Linked DNA regions of Mus musculus: region 1 is linked to region 2. A link is a contact called in public Hi-C data. All regions are on one chromosome and are shown on one strand. Each heading gives the region's core, a stretch centred on a gene start, on an enhancer-like site or on the middle of the called end of the contact. The rest is flanking DNA. Distances are from core to core; before and after follow the strand shown.

Region 1 (3,863 bases), core at 670-3,169, 120 kb after region 2:
CTGTAGTGCAGGACACATTTCAGGAGACAGTCTAGTAGCTCAGTCAGTTGGAGCTGGACCAGAAGCAGACGTCACCCAGGGCTTCAGTAGGTACAGCCATTTGTATTTTGTTTCTCTGAATAATGTATTTAAGTGATTCTGAATTCAGAAGGTACAGAGAGTACACAGCAGGGCGTCCACCTCAGCTGCCCACTTCCCTCATCCTCTCTGCCCTTATCAAAGGTTCCTGTGCGTTCCCCCCCCCCTTTTTTTAATTAGGTATTTTCTTCATTTACATTTCTAATGCTATCCCAAAAGTCCCCCATACCTTTCCCCCACTCCCCTATCCACCCACTCCCACTTCTTGGCCCTGGCGTTCCCCTGTACTGAGGCATATAAAGTTTGCACGACCAAGGGGCCTCTCTTCCCAATGATGGCCGACTAGGCCATCTTCTGCTACATATGCAGCTAGAGACACAAGCTCCGGGGGTACTGGTTAGTTCATATTATTGTTCCACTTATAGGGTTGCAGACCCCTTTAGCTCCTTGGGTACTTTCTCTAGCTCCTCCATTGAGGGCCCTGTGGTCCATCCAATAGCTGACTGTGAGTATCCACTTCTGTGTTTGCCAGGCACTTGCCTCACAAGAGACAGCTATATCAGGGTCCTTTCAGCAAACTCTTGCTGGTGTATGCAATGGTGTTAGCATTTGGAGGCTGATTATGGGATGGATCCCCGGGTATGGCAGTCTCTAGATGGTCCATCCTTTCGTCTCAGCTCCAAACTTTGTCTCTGTATGGGTGTCTTTGTCTTCCATGGGTGTTTTGTTCCCAATTCTAAGAAGGGGCAAAGTGTCCACACTTTGGTCTTAGTTCTTGAGTTTCATGTGTTTTGCAAATTGTATCTTATATCTTGGGTATTCTAAGTTTCTGGGCTAATCCCCTTATCAGTGAGTGCATATCATGTGAGTTCTTTTGTGATTAGGTTACCTCACTCAGGATGATGCCCTCCAGGTCCATCCATTTGCCTAGGAATTTCATAAATTCATTCTTTTTAATAGCTGAGTAGTACTCCATTGTGTAAATGTACCACATTTTCTGTATCCATTCCTCTGTTGAGGGACATCTGGGTTCTTTCCAGCTTCTGGCTATTATAAATAAGGCTGCTATGAACATAGTGGAGCATGTGTCTTTCTGTTCTCCTTTTTTTAAACAGATAATTTTTGGAAACTTCCTTAGAATTTTGGTTGGTTTGGTTCTTGGCCATCCTTAGCAGTTACAGCCACTGTGGCAGTAATCTGGGTGTGTGCAATGTTCTCACTGGCGAGACTGGATGAGGCGTTGTGGGTAGTGAGCTCCAGGGCCGTGATGGAGACTGTGAGATTGTTCAGTGGTTCCACCAGCAGTGAGAGTTGTGGCCGCGTCGTAAGCAGCTCCCTGGCCCTACCCAGACTGCCTGGTGGCAGATCGTGGTGGGAGTTTTCCGTTTGCATGCCTCTCCAGAGTAAGTAGACTTCTCAAAAAGTAAGTTGTGGGACTGGAGAGATGGCCCAGGGGTTAGAAGTATTTACTGCTCTTGAGGCCACCTACGTGGCAGCTCACAACCAGCTGTAATTCCATTTGCAGGGGATCTGATGCCTGACCACTGTGATCACCACACACACATGCAGTGCATATACTTATGTGTAAGCAAAATAGACACACAAACACATTTTTTAAAGTAATTTGAGCTAGACGAGATGTTGCAGTGGGAACAGTGCTCTGCACAGGCATGGAACCTGGATTCGAACCCTCAGCACCACTGTAAAATAAGTAAATAAAAAGTAAGCTGAGGCCAGGAGTGCCGGTGCCTGTCTGTAATCTCAGCATTCCGGAAGCCAAAGCAGGAGGATCGGCGTAGGTCCCAGGTCAACCCGGGGCTGGGTTTCATCATAAGAGCCTGTCTCAAAAACAAACAGAAAAGGGCGGCCAAGTAGATGACTCCGTGGTTGAAGGCGTTTACTGTGCAGGCCTGGTAACCTGATTTTGAGTCGTGGAACCCATGGTGGAAGGAGAGAACAGAATCCCAAAAGTCAGTCCTCTAACTTCACATGTGTCCACACACACACACACACACACACACACACACACAGCCCCCCCAATAACAAGGAACAAGTAAACTCTCTCATGTTCCCTTTCTCTGTGAATTACCTATTAATATCTGTGGATCTTTTTAAATGTAAGATTACTAATCTCTTGCTGACTTTTAGGAAGCAACTAGATCCAGGAAGCTCCTTTGAATCCTACAGATGATATAAGCTTTAGGAAGCAAGATAAATCACGGAAAGTAAATGGACAGCTGGGATTCGTTAAAGACATTGGAGGGAGGCATAGTGCTACCAGGCAGGGAAGGGAGGCACTCAGGCATTGAAGCCAGAACCAAGTTCAAGGTCTGCTTATGGGACTTGACACTATTTAAAAACAGCCCGCAGAAACACTCAGGGTGCTGAATCATGCTGGTGCTCTTGACTGCAGTGGGCCAGAAGCACGGCAGCTCTGGGGGATGGAGCCTTCAGAGCCCACCATGCTGCAGTTAAAGGGACTGGTGGACTGTGCCCAGGGGCCGTGTCCTGCTGAGTTCTGGAATAGCCAGCTGCAGATTTCAGGCAGATGTTGTCCCAGGCTGACTGTTCTTCACCCTCTGGAGACAGGAAATGGCGGCAAGTGGGCAGTGCAGCAAGTGGACTGACTGCTCCTCCAGAAGTCCTGAGTTCAAGTCCCAGCAACCACATGGTGGCTCACAATCACCTATAATGTGATCCAATGCCCTCTTCTGGTGTGTTTGAAGAGAGCAACGGGTTACCCATATACATAAAATAAATCTTACAGAAAGGAAAAAAGTGTATGTGTGTGCTGTGTATGTGTGTACATGTCGTGTGTGTATATGTCATGTGTGTGTCTGGGATGTGGTACGTGCATGTATATATGTTTGGTTTGTAGATGTGTGTGTATATGCCTAGGTGTGTGTGTGATAAGTGTGTGGATATGTGAGTGAGTGTGTTTCTGTATGAGTGTATGTGATATGTGAGAGTGTCTGTGTGTATGAGTGTGTATATGTGTGGTGTGTGGCTGTGTGTGTATATATGTATGACTGTGTCTATGTATATGATGGTGTGGCTTGTGTGTGTGTGTGTGTGTGTGTGTGTGTGTGTGTTAGAGGAGGGAGATGTAGAAGCCTTCACATAAATGAGAAAGCTGCCTCAGACCTGGGATCCCAGGCAGCCCCATGTCACACTATGCAATGTGTGTGGTCCTTTGCCATGCAAACCCTAATTATACTATTAATTGCGGTATGATGTCTTAAAGAAGTATAAAAAAGATGGATTCTAGTTAAGATGCCTAGAATCTAAAGTTCAACTCATGGTATAGATCCCTTACCTAGAATGGAGGAAACTTGTTAGTTAAACAAAAATCAAATTTTCAAACTCTAAAAATAGTTGTAGGTCACGTCATGAATGGGGAAATAGGCTGTATGGGGCCTCAAGTCCTTTTTTTTTTTTATTTTATTTTTTCAGATGTTCTTCATCTCAAAACAACAACAACAACAACAACAAGCCATTTAGTCTGGGACGGGAGCTGCTGCTGCAGTAATTAAAGAATTTATACTGGTCTTACTGAGGATCTGAGTTAGGTTCCCAATACCACATACAGTGACTTAGAACTGCTGTGACTCCATCTCCAGTGGCTCCAAAACCCTCTTCTGGTCTCCACAGGCACTGCATGCCACGTGTGCACGCCCACACACAGACAGGCATCATTTAAAACAATAAGGGGGCGTGGTGGCAATCTTCAATCTCAGTAATCGAGAGGTAGAGGCAGGTGAGTTTGAGCCCAGCCTAGTCTACAG
Region 2 (3,644 bases), core at 61-2,560:
TTGTAACGTTTCGCCAGCAAAGCACACTCGGACAACCAGATCCTTCTATGGCAAAGCTTTAACCCGGAAAATGGAGCTGCTTAAATACCCCTCTGTGTGACGTGTCAGCTCCTGATTAGCTGCTCACTCATCACCCCACTCCTACACCCCGGGATGGGCAGTGACTTGGCACGAAATTACTCCAGCACCTGCGCACATTGCTTGTTTACTAGGTAGGCACTGTGGAAGCCAGCGCCATCTTGTAATGGCGATTGCTCACGGCTCTCCACAAGTGGCCCTGTGAACCATCAAGATGTGCCAGCAAGTATTTGAGTTGTTCTCTGAATATAAAATACATAGCATGTTATAAGACTTCATAGGGAAAAAAAGGAATGTAAAATACCATGTTAATGTTATGCTAATTATCTATCCGCATGGTAAATTTTGGACATGCTGGATGAAATAGCCCACTTCATTAAAATAAATCTCAGTTTTGTTGTTGTTGTTTTTTCAAAAAAACAGCATTCGTATTATATTTTTACAATTATGGGGTGTTTTGGTTGCATGTATGTCTGTGCACTACATGTGTGTCTTGTGCCCTTGGTGGCCAAAATTGGGTGTAAGAGCCTCCCTGGAAATGGAGTTATAGACAACTATGAGCCACCATGTAGATGCTGGAAATCAAAGTTGGGTCTTCTGGAAGAGCAGCCAGTACTTCTAACCACTGAGCCATCTCTCTATGTCCTCATTTATTTGTTTGCTGGTTGGTTTATTTTTATTTTTTGAGATACAGTGTTTCTGTGTATCCCTAGCTGTCCTATAACATGCTCTGTAGACCAGGCTGGCCTTGAATCCAGGGATCTGCCTTCCTCTATCTCCCAAGTGTGGGATTAAAGGTATGTGCCACCATGTATGGCTTATAGAGGGTTTTTTCCTCCTTCTTCTCTCTTCCCTTCCTTCCTTATTTTCTTTTTCTTTTTCTAGTTTTCAAAGCTGACCTAAGATTTCTAGACTTGAGAAATCCTCCTGCCTCAGCTCCCAAGTGTACCACCAGATCTGGCTCTACAAACATTTGCATCCAAGTTCTATCTAGGTTTTGCCAGCAAATGTCAGCATTTGAGTGGGTCCCCTATTGAACAGTATGTATCAGAGGCACAACCTAGCATTTGTTTTAAGTCCCGTCCAGGTGTTTGTGGGGTAAGAATTATTTCTTGTGTCCTATTTAAATCACATGACAGAAAGATAAATAAAGACCCAAAGTAAAGAGACAAGGTAATCCTGAAAAGATGTTGCAATATGTTTTCCTGACACAGTGAATTTTTCCCATGGTACAAAAAGCATTGTTTGCGTGGCTTAAATGCGGGACACTAAAGAGAATGTTAGCAATGGCAGAGAGGAAGAAAGTTACCAGCCCAGGCTCCCATGCACTGACTTCCTCTCACAGAAGCCTGCAGCCACTAGCCTTGTGGATTTGTAGAATGTAATTGTTCCTGGTTTGATTGCCAGGCTGACTTCTGTGAGCTGTCAGCCTAAGGGATCCAGCGCTGATGCTGTCTCCCTTGTCTGTGTCCAGCCCGTGCTCTGACAAGGTGTCTGTTTAGGCAGAGAGCCAAGACAGACGACAGTCAAAATGGAAAATCACAAGGCAGGGAACGACTTGTATGAGCTTAATCTCTGGGCTCCCATGGTCCCAGCTGCAGCCCCAAGCCCACCCATGGACGGATGCTGGGAATTGAACCTGTGGCCTCTGGAAGAGCAGTCAGAACTCCTAACAGCAGAGCCATCTCTCTTGCCCCTGGTACTATTTTTTTTTAATTAATCACATCTCAAAGAAGTTCAGTGGATCCATTTTTTTCTCCTTCATATGAGTAAAGAAAACCCCATGAATTATGATTTCCAGAACACTGTGTAAAATAATTCCCATAAAAGTCCCACGAGGTGACAGGTGTGATGCTACGTGCTTTTAATCCCAGTACTTGGAAGGCAGAGGCAGGCAGATCTCTGAAGAGTTCAAGGCCAGCCTGGTCTACACAGCAAGTTGCAGGACAGCCTGGGCTACCTAAGGAGACCCTGTCTCAAACAACCAAAGCAACAAAACTCTGCAAGGTTCCTCCTTCCCTCTGGGTAACTGTCACACCTTCCTCTACTCTGGACTGCCTTTGCCAAATGCATCTTCTTTTTCGTGATGGCCTAAAGATAGACACATACAAATCACAGTAAAACAAGAAACTCCATTTGGATGAGAGGACACGCTGTTCTGGGTGCCATTAAATACTGTAGCTATTAAATACTCTCTGGTGTTAGGTTCTGGTCAGTTACAGGGATAGAAGAACTGCATCTATACGCAACGTGACTGAACTTGGGTAGAGAGTAGAGAGCTTGGTGTGAGGAATTTCTCTACTGGAGCTCTGCTGTTGGTGGTAGGCTGGGCCCCTCTCTTCCCAGAGGGCAGAGGAGGAAGTAACACATTCCTCAGCTGTATCCATCTCGAGCCTACTTCTGTGTCCTAGCCGAGGGCCAAATTCCTGCCAAATTCCTAGAAGCAGGCCCCCAAAGCTTTCCACATTTATAAATCATGGGTCCTGAAGATCTTAGGTCCTCATGTTTGCAAGGTACTCACTTTACCTACTGGTCTATCTCCCCTTCTACCCTCTTTCTTACTTTTAAATTTGAGAGAGGGTCTTAATGAGTTGCCCAAGCTGGACTTGATCTTGTGGTCTTCCTGACTGTGGCTCTGAAGTAATTGGATCACAAGTCAACGCCATCAGACTCAGCAACGTCTTCTCTATTGTTTTCTTCAATTGATGAATAGTCTGGCCTTCCACATTTATGCCCTTAAACCACTTGTAACTGTGCTTTGCCGTGTTTTGAGACGTCAGGGTATGGAGTACCACTTCTGTACTCTATTAGGTGTTGTGTCTGTGCTACACAAGCACTACACAAACAAAAAACAAAGCTGGCTGCTTTCTTTCTTCCACGAATTTGTCTGTCTGTTTGTTTGTTTATCGAGACGGGGTCTCTTTAAGTCTCTCTACATAGTTCCGACTGTCTGGTAATTTGAAATGTAGACCAGGCTAGCCTTGAACTCACAGAGATTCTCCTGCTTCTGCCTTTTTTTCCCATCCAACTTTCTTCTCTCTATTCCAAGTTACAAGGTTTCGTTTACTACCTACCTACTGTGGATTTATCTAGAAGTAAACTCTGCATAAGGGGGCAGGGAAGGCAGACCAGGAGGATGATGGGTTTCAGGCCAGCCTGGGCTACATAGAAGCCACTGCAAAAAAAAAAAAAAAAAAAAGGAAAGGAAAACAGAAAAAAAGGAAAAAAGAAAGAAAGAGAGAGGGAGGGAGGGAGGGAAGAAGGAAGGAAGAGAGAGAGAGAGAGAGAAAGAAAGAAAGAAAGAAAGAAAGAAAGAAAGAAAGAAAGAAAGAAAGAGAGGAAGGAAGAAAGGAAGGAAGGGAGAGAGGGAGAAAGAGAGAAAGAGAGAAAGAAAGAAAGAAAGAAAGAAAGAAAGAAAGAAAGAAAGAAAGAAAGAAAGAAAGAAAGAAAGAAGAGAGAGAAGAGAGAAAATAGCGTGTTGCTGCTGTTTTGAGTCAGGAATGAAGAGCGTGAAGAGTGTTCTGTGGAAGAGATGGCTGCTCAGTTTGTAGCTTCTGTACTCATTG

Evidence for each region. Hi-C and Micro-C count contacts between places; a contact is called where the count stands out from the background.
Region 1: a contact with region 2 is called in a Hi-C map of liver, with 2.6 times the contacts expected there. The contact joins two enhancer-like sites. A contact is called at or near these places in 2 of 484 Hi-C or Micro-C datasets (both in liver), 1 of 115 datasets of contacts at active chromatin or transcription factors (embryonic stem cells) and 3 of 9 other capture datasets (adipose tissue, liver and pancreatic islet).

The regions. Positions count from the first base shown.
Region 1 is chr16:32,683,687-32,687,549 of GRCm38.p6, forward strand. No RefSeq gene overlaps it. Among named protein-coding and RNA genes, the nearest start is that of Gm34766, 13 kb to the right of the region's middle. Within about 2 kb of position 1,920, at least 7 of the 459 cell types and tissues checked have an H3K27ac peak or open chromatin away from gene starts, as enhancers often do. A contact at or near this core is called in liver, where this site is marked.
Region 2 is chr16:32,568,996-32,572,639 of GRCm38.p6, forward strand. No RefSeq gene overlaps it. Among named protein-coding and RNA genes, the nearest start is that of Tfrc, 38 kb to the right of the region's middle. Within about 2 kb of position 1,311, at least 14 of the 459 cell types and tissues checked have an H3K27ac peak or open chromatin away from gene starts, as enhancers often do. A contact at or near this core is called in liver, where this site is marked.